2 separate regions of the Mus musculus genome follow, and region 1 is linked to region 2. The links are chromatin contacts, called in public promoter capture Hi-C maps. All regions are on one chromosome and are shown on one strand. The core of a region is the stretch at or near the end of the contact, and the rest is flanking DNA. Distances in the headings are between cores, read along the strand shown.

Region 1 (6,697 bases), core at 1,634-4,133, 3.1 Mb before region 2:
GGCCGGCAGATCCCAGTGAATTCGAGGCTGGCCTGGTCTACAAAGTGAGTTCCAGGACAGCCAGGGATGTTACATAGAGAAACTTTGTCTTGAAAACTAAAGAAGACAAAATAAAAGATGTGTACTATTCTATTACCCCAATAATATATAAGCCCAAACCATTGGAAGCATATATTGCTAAAGCAAGCATGGAAAATAATATCTCGATAATATCTCGTGTGGGACAGATACCACTACTGTATACACTAATGTATCCCACCGCTGACTGTGGGAAACAAGCTGCAAAGAGGAGTCTCTAGCCAGTGTCTCCAAGGAAATAAATGAGAGAGAGAGCAGAGAGTGGGTTCTGTTGCTGCCGATGGGTTTTCGAGTATTTCTTACAATTTCTCCTGTTACAAATAGGCAGTAGGGTATCAAGATAATTCTATCCTGTATGCATATGACTGGCTAGGGACCCCAGAAAAATTCTGTGTGGAAAAAAAGAATTTGTGAAATGAGAGAGGCTAATGTGGACATTACAGAAAAGGCTTTTGTGTGCCTAGCACGCATAGAATAGATCCTGTGTGTGATCCTTTAACAACCTCATTGACCAGAAAAAGAAAAGGCTTCTGTGGATAGCAAATGATTAGTTATATGTATATACTTGGAGGGAAACGTTGTCCTGGATTCTTTGATTACAATTACCAGTGTTAGATGAAAATGAAGCTAGAAGCCACCTGATGAGTGAGAAAATCTGCCTTTAGGAAGTTATAAGGATCTGTAAACTAAGAATTAGGAAGGCTATTACAGGGTCTTTGTTTCTCACTTAGGCAAGAAAAGAAGCCTGGGGTGGGGGTGGGAGGGCTGTGGGGAGGATGCGGGGTGGGGGGGCACACCTGAGATCCCAGTACTTGAGAAGTGGAGCTAGGAAGATTAGAAATTGAAGGCCAGCAGGGCATGGTGGTGCATACCTTTAATCCCAGCACTCGGGAGGCAGAGGCAGGCGGATTTCTGAGTTCGAGGCCAGCCTGGTCTACAAAGTGAGCTCTAGGACAGCCAGGGCTACACAGAGAAACCCTGTCTCGAAAAACCAAAAAAAAAAAAAAAAAATTGAAGGCCAGCCTCAGCAACATGAGTTTGAGGCCAGCCTGAGCTACATCAAGTTCTGTTTCAAACAAAAACAAAAGTAGGACATGAAATGGCTCTCTGGGTACAGGCGTTTGCTGCAAAGCCTGACTGAGTTAGATCCCATAGGTCCACGTAGTTGAGGGGCAAACCTGCCCCACGAAAGGTGGCCTCTGGCCTCTGGCCTCCGCACAGGGTGATGTGGCACACGCATTCACACACACTAAATAAATACCACTTTTAAAAAAAAGTTAAAAAACAACAGTTTGGGATGTGAAAAATAGTTGAAAACTAGAACTAGACAAGAAATGAGAAGCATCATGTAAATTTGCTTTGAACTGGTTCCAAATTGTTTTATATTTAAGTTTTTCCCTTGACTGTGGAACTCTTCCCCAGAAACAAATAGTTCCTTTGCAAATCCTGTGTGTTTTTGTGAACACTAGACAGAGGCCCTCAAATGCTCCTAGTAAGGTTGGTGCAAGAACATCAAATGTTTGTAACTGGGAAGTGATGTTGTACACCTGGGAGAGGAGATCCAATGATGGATAATCAGATAGGATATCTTTGAGCTAGGAACTGTAACTTGGTGATAGACACCCTAGGGTTCCATCTCCAGCACCCCATATCCCATTACAAAATAATTCTTTTTCCATCTCTAGCATTAAAAAACAAAACAAAGAAGTTCTTCTTTCCTCTGAGAAACACTTCTGTGTGCCTGCTCTGAGAGGCATTTAAAAATGGCCAGGGCTTTAATCCCAGCAGGTCCAGGTCGGATTCCTGTGAATTTGAAGTCAGCCTGGTCTACTACCTATTCCAGGGCAGCCAGGGCTAAAAAAGAGAGACCTTGTCTCAATAACAAAACAATGCTGGTATGATCGCTAGAATTGCAGCAAAGAAAGGGATGTAACTAACAAGGCAAGCCATTTTTGAGAAGCAGTGATTTCACAAGTGTTAGGGATGGGCGCTGGGAGATTGCTGATGCTGGTATTTAGATGAGACCATGTGGGGTGGATTAGATTATTTTCAGGTTTCTCATGTTCAATCAAATGGCTGTACATACACATGTACACATACAATCTTTTTAGTGTAACAAACCTAGAATCAAAGTAAAGCTAACTGTAGGATTGAAGCATATTCTGAACTGAACCCTTAGGGGTGTGAAGGCCGCTTCAGGTTTCCAGAGAATCAACCGGCATTGGATGGAATAAACCAAGGGGCCAGCCCAGGGGCAGATCGGTCGAGCTCTCCGCTACTGAGCTAAGCCCTTGGGTTCTAGAGCCGGGAAGGGTCCCCAACATTGTGTTCCTCTCCCAGCCAGGAGAGCATGGGCTGCGGGAGGCGAACAGAAGGATAGCGGGGCTGACGTCGGGAGGTGGCCTCCGTGGGAAGGGACACCCGGATCTTGACACAGCCTTGGCAGCGGAGTAAGGAAGAGTAGGGATAGATTCTGGCCGCCCTCTTGGCCAGCTTCTCGCCGCCCCACCCTCCGCTAGGGCCAAGAGTAATTCATACAAAAGGAGGGATCGCCTTCGCCTGGGGAAGTCCCAGGGACCGTCGCTAAATTCTCATAACCCATAATCCCGGTACCCGCCCCACCACAGTGCGAGGAGCATGCGCTCAGGGCTGAGCGCGGGGAGAGCAGAGCACACAAGCTCATAGACCCTGGTCGTGGGGGGAGGGGCGCACTGAGCGGGGGGGGGGGGGGTGATGGGGGGGAGGACCGGGGAGCTGGCGCGGGGCAAACTGGGAAAGCGGTGTCGTGTGCTGGCTCCGCCCTCTTCCCGAGGGTGGGGGAGAACGGTATATAAGTGCGGCAGTCGCCTTGGACGTTCTTTTTCGCAACGGGTTTGCCGTCAGAACGCAGGTGAGGGGCGGGTGTGGCTTCCGCGGGCCGCCGAGCTGGAGGTCCTGCTCCGAGCGGGCCGGGCCCCGCTGTCGTCGGCGGGGATTAGCTGCGAGCATTCCCGCTTCGAGTTGCGGGCGGCGCGGGAGGCAGAGTGCGAGGCCTAGCGGCAACCCCGTAGCCTCGCCTCGTGTCCGGCTTGAGGCCTAGCGTGGTGTCCGCGCCGCCGCCGCGTGCTACTCCGGCCGCACTCTGGTCTTTTTTTTTTTGTTGTTGTTGTTGCCCTGCTGCCTTCGATTGCCGTTCAGCAATAGGGGCTAACAAAGGGAGGGTGCGGGGCTTGCTCGCCCGGAGCCCGGAGAGGTCATGGTTGGGGAGGAATGGAGGGACAGGAGTGGCGGCTGGGGCCCGCCCGCCTTCGGAGCACATGTCCGACGCCACCTGGATGGGGCGAGGCCTGGGGTTTTTCCCGAAGCAACCAGGCTGGGGTTAGCGTGCCGAGGCCATGTGGCCCCAGCACCCGGCACGATCTGGCTTGGCGGCGCCGCGTTGCCCTGCCTCCCTAACTAGGGTGAGGCCATCCCGTCCGGCACCAGTTGCGTGCGTGGAAAGATGGCCGCTCCCGGGCCCTGTTGCAAGGAGCTCAAAATGGAGGACGCGGCAGCCCGGTGGAGCGGGCGGGTGAGTCACCCACACAAAGGAAGAGGGCCTGGTCCCTCACCGGCTGCTGCTTCCTGTGACCCCGTGGTCCTATCGGCCGCAATAGTCACCTCGGGCTTTTGAGCACGGCTAGTCGCGGCGGGGGGAGGGGATGTAATGGCGTTGGAGTTTGTTCACATTTGGTGGGTGGAGACTAGTCAGGCCAGCCTGGCGCTGGAAGTCATTTTTGGAATTTGTCCCCTTGAGTTTTGAGCGGAGCTAATTCTCGGGCTTCTTAGCGGTTCAAAGGTATCTTTTAAACCCTTTTTTAGGTGTTGTGAAAACCACCGCTAATTCAAAGCAAAAATGGGAAAGGAAAAGACTCACATCAACATCGTCGTAATCGGACACGTAGATTCCGGCAAGTCCACCACAACCGGCCACCTGATCTACAAATGTGGTGGAATCGACAAGCGAACCATCGAAAAGTTTGAGAAGGAGGCTGCTGAGGCAAGTATAAGGCAAAAGGAGGGATGGGAATTCTTTAAGCAGGGAGTAGAACCTAGGTCTTGGGTGTACTAATTAGAAGTCACTTTGCAGATGGGAAAGGGCTCCTTCAAGTACGCCTGGGTCTTAGACAAACTGAAAGCTGAGCGTGAGCGTGGTATCACTATTGACATCTCCCTGTGGAAATTCGAGACCAGCAAATACTATGTGACCATCATTGATGCCCCAGGACACAGAGACTTCATCAAAAACATGATTACAGGCACATCCCAGGTGTGTAAAATTTACCCATTCCTGACTCAGGATATTTTTTAGTGGGGTGCTTTCTCTGAGATAATGGTATATGATTGTCTTGTTTCTTACAGGCTGACTGTGCTGTCCTGATTGTTGCTGCTGGTGTTGGTGAATTTGAAGCTGGTATCTCCAAGAACGGGCAGACCCGCGAGCATGCTCTTCTGGCTTACACCCTGGGTGTGAAACAGCTGATTGTTGGTGTCAACAAAATGGATTCCACCGAGCCACCATACAGTCAGAAGAGATACGAGGAAATCGTTAAGGAAGTCAGCACCTACATTAAGAAAATTGGCTACAACCCTGACACAGTAGCATTTGTGCCAATTTCTGGTTGGAATGGTGACAACATGCTGGAGCCAAGTGCTAATGTAAGTGACTTTTAAGGTAGTTGAATGGAGAAAGCCGCAATAAGTAAGGAGGTTATAATTGACTGCCTGTGTTTTAGATGCCTTGGTTCAAGGGATGGAAAGTCACCCGCAAAGATGGCAGTGCCAGTGGCACCACGCTGCTGGAAGCTTTGGATTGTATCCTACCACCAACTCGTCCAACTGACAAGCCCCTGCGACTGCCCCTCCAGGATGTCTATAAAATTGGAGGTAAGTAGAATATTAAGTAGAATGTTGACGTGAATTTGAAGTCTTATGTTTTGTGTATTAAATACTTATACAAAACAATACTATTTTAGGCATTGGCACTGTCCCTGTGGGCCGAGTGGAGACTGGTGTTCTCAAGCCTGGCATGGTGGTTACCTTTGCTCCAGTCAATGTAACAACTGAAGTCAAGTCTGTTGAAATGCACCATGAAGCTTTGAGTGAAGCTCTTCCTGGGGACAATGTGGGCTTCAATGTAAAGAACGTGTCGGTCAAAGATGTTAGACGAGGCAATGTTGCTGGTGACAGCAAAAACGACCCACCAATGGAAGCAGCTGGCTTCACTGCTCAGGTGACACATTTTTAAGATAGGTGGCTAGATTGGTTGTGTGTGCAGAATCACAAGGCAAGACTTAAATACACGCTGTTTTTCTTAGGTGATTATCCTGAACCATCCAGGCCAAATCAGTGCTGGCTACGCTCCTGTTCTGGATTGTCACACAGCCCACATAGCATGCAAGTTTGCTGAGCTTAAAGAAAAGATCGATCGTCGTTCTGGTAAGAAGCTGGAAGATGGCCCCAAGTTCCTGAAGTCTGGCGATGCTGCCATTGTTGATATGGTCCCTGGCAAGCCCATGTGTGTTGAGAGCTTCTCTGACTACCCTCCACTTGGTAAGCCTGATCTGAGTCTGCTACACTGAACATCAAGTTTGTAATAGGAAATGTTGCTTGCATAGCAAAGATACTGATAAATGGCATTTTTCTATATAGGTCGCTTTGCTGTTCGTGACATGAGGCAGACAGTTGCTGTGGGTGTCATCAAAGCTGTGGACAAGAAGGCTGCTGGAGCTGGCAAAGTCACCAAGTCTGCCCAGAAAGCTCAGAAGGCTAAATGAATATTACCCCTAACACCTGCCACCCCAGTCTTAATCAGTGGTGGAAGAACGGTCTCAGAACTGTTTGTCTCAATTGGCCATTTAAGTTTAATAGTAAAAGACTGGTTAATGATAACAATGCATCGTAAAACCTTCAGAAGGAAAGAATGTTGTGGACCATTTTTTTTGTGTGTGGCAGTTTTAAGTTATTAGTTTTCAAAATCAGTACTTTTTAATGGAAACAACTTGACCAAAAATCTGTCACAGAATTTTGAGACCATTAAAACAAGTTTAATGAGAAATCTGTGTTGGTCAATGCTGAAAGTTAACTGACTGTATACAACAAAGGTACTGGGGTCCCCATGGTATGTTCTTAGGGATTGAGTTCTGGTTGTCTGGGTCTGCCCAGAACTGAGCTATAAACAGGGCTGATTTGGGTTAACTTCAAATCTTACTGGTGAGGACAAAGTAATTTTGCTGTATCAACCCAAGGTGTGGTATAGTTGGGCAGACTATACCTATACCCCAATCTGTCTGGATCTGCATGCAGTAGGTCAGACTTGGGTGTGACAGCTAAGTTTGATTTAGGCAGCATTGGAGTATGCTACCACATAGGATTACTGAGTGTGCTTTGTGAATATTGGAAATGAAGCAAGGTTGGACAATTACTTGAGCATTTCCTTCCACAATTACACAGGAGAGAACCTTAACTAAAAAGACCAATCTTGAATGAATAGGTGAGAACGAAGAGGCTAAGCAAAAGGGATTTTCTAAGATGAGCTTTTGCAAAACAAGCTGATGGTAGGGTGGTAGGAATACCTTCAATAATAAGGTAAAAGCTGTTC
Region 2 (6,732 bases), core at 2,123-4,622:
CATGTACGACCTTCCTGAGCATGTGTCGTTAGCAGAATAAGGAAAGTTAGGCAGAAGCAATTGATTCTCCTGCGTCTTCCGTGTTCTGCTTATCAACCTGCCTTCCCACTGATGTCATTGATGTCAGGCTTTCAGCTCTTTCAGTTCAAAGAACTAGGTCCAGGTTGGGGGTGGGGCAGGGAGCCCAGCAGCAGTCTGCTAAGCATTCAGAAGCCTTGGGTTCTATGGCCTGCATCACACACTGTTATCATCATTATCACCATCATTGCCACCATCCATAATTAGCTGCACCACCGAAATTCCTTGCCTGATGTCATTAGTAAGACTAATGCCTAAAACTGTTGGCAGGACCACCAAAGCTATCTGCCACCAACTCCCTCAGGCCTCCCGCAAAGCCTCCTCAGGCTTTGCAGTGGTCTGCAGGCTCAGGCCTTCTTACGTCTGTTCTCTCATTTGGGAATGTCTTTTGTCCTGCCACTACCTGACCAAGGTGAGGCCAGGCAAAGCCCTCTCTTTCAGTTGAGCTTTCTCTGATGTCCCAAGCTCTTAGTAACTGGTCCATCACAGCTCAGAAAGTGCTCAGAGTCTGCCACCTTCAGCCATGTTCAGCCTCTCCTGCACACTTCCACAACCTTCAAACTCTCCTAGCAATAACAAGCAAAAACCAAATTCATTTCACACTGTGATCCAATGTCCTATACTTCAATGCTGTGTTCATTTCGACAGCTCTGAAATCAGAACATAGCAATGAGACATTATGATAAGATTTATTGCTTCTTTGAGGCAGGGTCTCACTGTGTAGCACTGGCTGTCTGGAACTCACTCTGTAGACTAGACTGCTTAAACCCGAAAAGAGATCTGCTCACCTCTGCGTCCCAAGTGCTGGGAATTAAGGAGTGTACCACTACCACCTGGTGAGATTTTTAAAAAATGTACATGGGTATTCTGTCTGCACGGATGTCTGCACAGCACCATGTACCTGAGGAGGGTGTTGGATATCTTGGAACTAGAGCTATGGATGGCTGTGGGCTGCCACGTGGATGCTGGGAATTGACTCTGCTTTTTGCTACTGAGTCATCTCTCTTTTCCCAAGCCCTGGTTTTATCATTCTTAGTACTACATAGAATAATGGCCTGGTTTGTATCTGGTGGCATTTTGATTTGCTATAATGTAGGACAAAGCTGCAAGCTTCCCTGTTGCCCTTCCTGTTTATAGGGGATGGTCTCTTATTCAGGTTGTTTTTCTGGGTAATGAAATTTGTTGGTCATGACCCACACAAATGATTGGCCTACTCATTAAATAATTGTCATATACAGCTTCAAAAACGACTTGGAGAAGCTGGGTGTGGAGCATTGGGGAGACTGAGGCAGGATGAGCGTGAACTTGAGGCCAGTTGGGGCTGCACAGACAGACGTCTTTCAAAACAACCCCCTTCCAAATAAACCAAATGTTAGGGGAAGTGGCCTCCACTCATGTTTATGCTCATACAATAGGATTAAAAATCTAGCCTAGCTGTATTACCATGAACAAAATTCAGCTGTGCATACAAACATGACCTTTTTCTTCCTAAAAATTCCTTGGCAATTTCATACACGTATATAATGAAATGTGGTCATTCGCACTCCCTGCTGCTGTCTCTCATTTTTTGCTTGATTGCTTGCCTGCTTTGGAACCCCAAGGGCTGACCTCACCTCAAGATTCTCCTGTCTCAGCCTGCAGAATGCTGGGATGACAAGCGTTCACTACCACACTTGGTTTATACGCATGACCGACTTCAAGAAATTCTCATCCAGGAAGATGAATTTGCAAATACCTTATCGCGCTTTCAGGCAGGGACTTCCTCAAAGCCTATTTTTGGAAAGAACACATAAGTGACTAAACTCATCAGGGTAAACTCGCCTTCCACCCCCCCTCCCCCCACCCCCCGCCCCCAGCAAGATTCTGGGCTTATCCAACATTAAATTCTCCTAGACTTCTTTCAAAACTCTTCCCTTTCCCATCCTAAACTGTCACACCACTCAGTCCCAGTCAAGACCCCTTGATGAAAGGCCTATCATAAACCAAATCTCCAAAATTTTGTACCTAGCTCACCCTGACCTCTCTTTTAAGATTCCACAAACACTTAACATCGTGGACTCCTTTGACTCCTATAAAGCAATATGGCTGGCTTTAATGGAAGTCAGCAGAGATGCATTATAAACTTTCTGAGAGAAAGCATACGGCTTGCTATTTATGCTCACCACCACCACCACCCCGGGGGGTCCAGCCATTAGAGGAAGATGGAGGTCCCAGAGTCCATCAGGAGGAACTAGAGGGAGGACAGAGTGGGTCGGTGGAGCAGAACTTCACAGTGCCGGCTGCACTCAACAGCTGTAAATCTCGCTTTCTGTAGGCATTACTGCTCTTCTCCTGGTATTCAGATGGTATTGCTTTAAATATAATAGAGCTGGGCTCAGCTGCCTAAGCCTATAATCCAAGCTCTGGGGAAGCTAAGGCAGGGAGATTAGGTGTGCTAGGGCAGGCTGAGTTATAGAGAGATGCTGTCTCACAAAGCATATATTTTAATGTATCTCTGTATTAGGAAACATTGAAGCTCCTCTCAAGCTCTTAACTTCAAGTGACTGTGTCATCTCTGAAAGGGGTTTGCTGCTTACAGTGGATCATGGACTGCAGTGGCCATATTTTCTTTAGGATGGTCAATTACCACTGATAGAAAGGGCTAACCGAACCTCTCATTTTTCTTTTTTGTGAGGCGGGGTCTCAGTAGTCTGGGCTGGCTTTGAACTCACTATGCAGCCAAGGATTAACTGTATCTTCTAATCCTTCTGGTCTCCAAGACAGGGATCACAGGGGTACAACAACAAGCTCTCCCAGCCTTTTGAGACAGGGTCTATTATATAGCATAGGCTGTCCTGGCACTACATAGACTAGTTAACTCATGTGCCACTACTCCCAGGCAAACCCTGTGCTTTTTATATCTAAGTTCCTAAATACTTAAATTTCATCTAAGCACTGGAAGGGCAGCTATCTACCTTTCTCAGCACGCCTATGTCAAACTCTGGCTGGTCTCAGCGATCTCAACAAGCCAGCCACCCTGCTGACTGAGCTTTTGCTCAGTTTTCCCAGGACCCCTCACTCATTCACCTCCCTGGTTACCGCGGATGCTTCTAGAAGCAGCCAACGGACCCCGGGGACCGATCCCAGGGGCCTTCCCAACACCACCCTGAGCTTATCTGCTCAACAATCTGGCCTAGCATATTCGCCTTCGCCCACTTCCTCCCGACAGCACGGGACCCAGCAGCCGTTCAGACGCTCGCCCTGTCGGGTCACTTGGTACGACACTCTGGGCGGTGGTTCAGCTGAGGCCGGGGTGTACCCGCCAGCAGGCCGCGTGCAGCTCCGACCGCCCCCGCGGCGCGCGCAGTCACGGGCGTTGGAAATTCCGGCGCGTGCGGCTCCCCGGCTGGCGGGGGCGGGGCCGCCGTGGAGTGAGCCTGTGACGTGAGGGGGCGTGCCTCTGCGAGGCCCCGCCTTCTCTCCGCGCCCTCTCTGGCGGGTCGGGGTTACATGGCGGCGACTGCGGCAAAGCGAGAGCCTCGGAAACGCCGCTGCCGCCAGCACAGCCGGAGACCTGAGCCGACCTTGAGGGCTGTCCGCGGGCCCTGCACTCTGTCGATGAGTCGGAGAAGTCCCGTGAGTGTGTATGTGTGTGTGGCCGGGTGCGGGCCGGCGCGGGAGGGAGCGGCAGAGGGCCCGGCGGCGGCGCCGGCTCCCGCGTCCATTGTGTGTGACCCTCCGGGCGGCCGCCGCTCAACAAAGACGCTTTTGTTCCGTGTGCCCGCTCAGCCCGGGCGGCGCGGCCGGCTGCGAGGGCCAGGTCCCCGCGTGGGGCTGGCGGCGCGGCCGGCGCGCCCCTCCCACCCGGCACGCCCCTCGCCGGGCAGCCGGCCGCAGGCATAGCTGGCGGGCCCCCGCCGCCTGCACCGGGCTGCGCTTCGCGGGTTCGAGTCCCCGCCGCCCGCGCCCGGTTCCGCGGGTTCGAGTCCCCGCCAACGCGCAGGCGAGGGCGGTGGTCCAGGAGCGCTTGAGGCGGTGGAGGCTTGCCTTCCTGGCTCGCTGCCTCCCTCAAGCTCTCCTGTCTCCTCCCCTCCCCAGCCTGCCCGGGTGACTCGGCCTCAGCTGACTCCGGCCGGGCAAAGTCTCCGGCACGTTGCGTAGCGCTCTGCTCCTGCCCCTAAGTCCGCCCAAGTTTGTGCCTGGCGGTCCACGAGGTGCCGGGGACCGGCCTGAGACAGGGCTCCTGACACCTTTCCGGACGTTAAGGTGTGATCCGGAAAAACACCCTGATGAAAACGTACGTTACCGGTTACAGGCCTCCTCACTTGGAGCTTGTTATGATCGGACTTGGGAGTTGTGAGGAGTGGAGGGCTTTCGGCCGCCTTTTGTTCCTGCCTGGCTTTGGCTCTCCGGCTCAGGTGCCTTGGGGAAGCTGCGTGCAGCAAGCTCCTTTAGATCGCTTTCGTGTTTTACCTTTCTTTGACTTGAAAGTAGGAAAGATGGAGCGCAGGGACTTGGTAAAGGGGAGTTAGGTCTCTTTACAGTATCTAAACAGTTCGTGTTCGTTGCTAAGAGTCCGGAGGCAGTATTAACTTTTTATGGATACAGATAGATGATTGTCAGAGGGGGAAATAAAAACGTTCTCAGGCCATCAAACGAAGAGCAGCTAGCTTCAGAATAAATTGTTGATTATTCTAGCGTTTTTATTTTGGTAAAATTCTGGGTTTTGACGTTCTGTCTCTTTAACGTTGGAGAACTGCGTTGGAAAGAATTTGAGAAGAATGTGGGGTCTAACCAGGGTCCAGTCCTCAAAGGGATTTTGTTGGTTGCAGAGACAGTCGCCACGTAGTCCCAGCTAGGCTTTGAGTAACGATTCTCCTGCCTCGGCTTCCTGCTGGGTTTAACACGTGTGCACCATTGTCCCCAGCTTGAGAGTTTCTAGAAATGACAGATTTTAGTGTTTGGAAATAATTTTGAATTGAGTGGAAGAAACATATCTTTAGCTTGTAGTTGTTAAAAACCTGTTTGTAAGCTGCTTTAACAAAAATATATGTTGTATTAATGTAATTACATCATAAATCTTGCTTTACTGATGTCCCAATTAATAATTGTCATCTCGGAAGCTTGTCAGATTTGAGCAGACAGTTCTATCGCTTCAGTATTACTGTTCCTGAAAAAAAAAAAAAAAAGACCCTGGGAAAATGAAACATTGTTTAAAGTCAGCTTTCTATATGAGGATATTTTGCAGTTTAGTCATTTGCAGGAGAGGATTAAAGTAGCCTGCCCACTTTTTGCGATTAAAAAAGATTCTGGGGAGGACTGGCTTGCGGAACATTTAGTTTCTCAGTAGAAAAGACAACGGTTTTAAAGACAAGTGTAAGTGCCGAGAGCGCTGCAGCATTTTATGTAAGTTCCCGGAGGATGTGAGAACTAAGAACTCACAACCTCGCAGGCCTGCTGACTCAGGGGACCCGGGGAAGGGCCTGGGGTCCAGTGGGAGGAGGCACAGAAGGAAGGCTGCAACTTTGGAGTTGGGTGATGACTCACCCTGCCCACTGCCGCCACTACTACGTGGCTTTTTTTTTTTTTTTTAAATGATAGGCTAAAGTGTTTCTGTCCATATCAGAAATCTCTTTTTCTCCGAAGGATAGTGTCAAAAAACAAAAAAACTAATGGCTTCTTAAATTGGCTCTTAAAAGGATATCCAGTACCCTGCAGGTACAATTGTGTAACATTTGTTGAGAGAAAAGATAAAGTCAATTGCTGTTTAGTTGCTGAAATTAAATGTTTGATAATAACAGGTCTTTGGCTGCTAGTAAGAGAGATTTTTTTAGGAAGTTATATATGGACAGACAGTACATTATAGTCTTGGTGGAAATTGGCTAGTTTTCATTGATCATCTATAAGGTATTGGTTTAAGTGTTGTTAGTAGGAACTGTAAAACATACTTTCTTGTGATATTTATGCATTTTCAGTATATTGAAATTATTACTATCATTTTTATCAGTATGGGGTTTTGCCTGCATGTATGTCTGTGCACCATTTGACTGGTACCTTCAGAGAGGCCTGAAGAAGACATTGGATCTCTTGGCACTGGAGTTTCAGAGGCTTGTGAGCTGCCATGTGGGTGCTAGGAATCAAACCTGGATCCTCTGGAACTGCAGCCAGCTTTTGTAACTGCTGAGCCGTCCCCGAGCCTGGTGAATTTTCTATTTTAATGAGGACAGGTTGAAACAGGCATTGTTACAAACACTGTTTCCAATCAGTTTTTAAAGAGAGAAACTGAATGGATAGTTCCAAATTTAGGATTTAAGCTGAAGCTCGGTAATAAAATAGTGAACATATTTCATGGCCTGCAATAACAGATTGGTGTAAAATAAGATTGAAGGAGGGCAGAGCTGGGGTTGTGCTCACTTTGAAAGCCACCGCTGCTCAGGCAGAGCCCACCTGAGCTGTGAGGTTGAGGCAGTCTGCTGAGTGTGGGAGACCTGCCTACAAGATTTTGAGGGGAAACAAGACATATTGAAGGTGACAATTTGTTTCCTAATGGAGGAAATATATAAAAATCCCCCCACCCATTTGTTATTTTCTCTTCACTGTTCATTTTCTGAAAGTTGTTTGGGAAGTTTCCTGGGCAGTGACTGTATCGTGGGTTTGAATTAAGTCTTTGGAGAC

The links. Promoter capture Hi-C pulls out the DNA fragments that hold promoters and counts their contacts.
Region 1: a contact with region 2 is called in a promoter capture Hi-C map of cranial neural crest. The contact joins the promoter of Eef1a1 here to the promoter of 4933433G15Rik in region 2. A contact is called at or near these places in 1 of 39 promoter capture datasets (cranial neural crest) and 1 of 484 Hi-C or Micro-C datasets (CD4 T cells).

Annotation. Positions count from the first base shown.
Region 1 is chr9:78,477,910-78,484,606 of GRCm38.p6, reverse strand. It overlaps Eef1a1 (eukaryotic translation elongation factor 1 alpha 1), which reads left to right and starts at 2,883. Exons shown (of 8, transcript NM_010106.2): 1 at 2,883-2,968; 2 at 3,919-4,096; 3 at 4,187-4,366; 4 at 4,459-4,755; 5 at 4,833-4,983; 6 at 5,073-5,329; 7 at 5,415-5,649; 8 at 5,749-6,154. The coding sequence starts at 3,953. The coding sequence ends at 5,873.
Region 2 is chr9:75,406,824-75,413,555 of GRCm38.p6, reverse strand. 4933433G15Rik (RIKEN cDNA 4933433G15 gene) reads right to left here and starts at 3,372. Exons shown (of 4, transcript NR_040719.1): 1 at 2,790-3,372; 2 at 1,692-1,848. Mapk6 (mitogen-activated protein kinase 6) reads left to right here and starts at 3,540. Exons shown (of 6, transcript NM_015806.5): 1 at 3,540-3,693.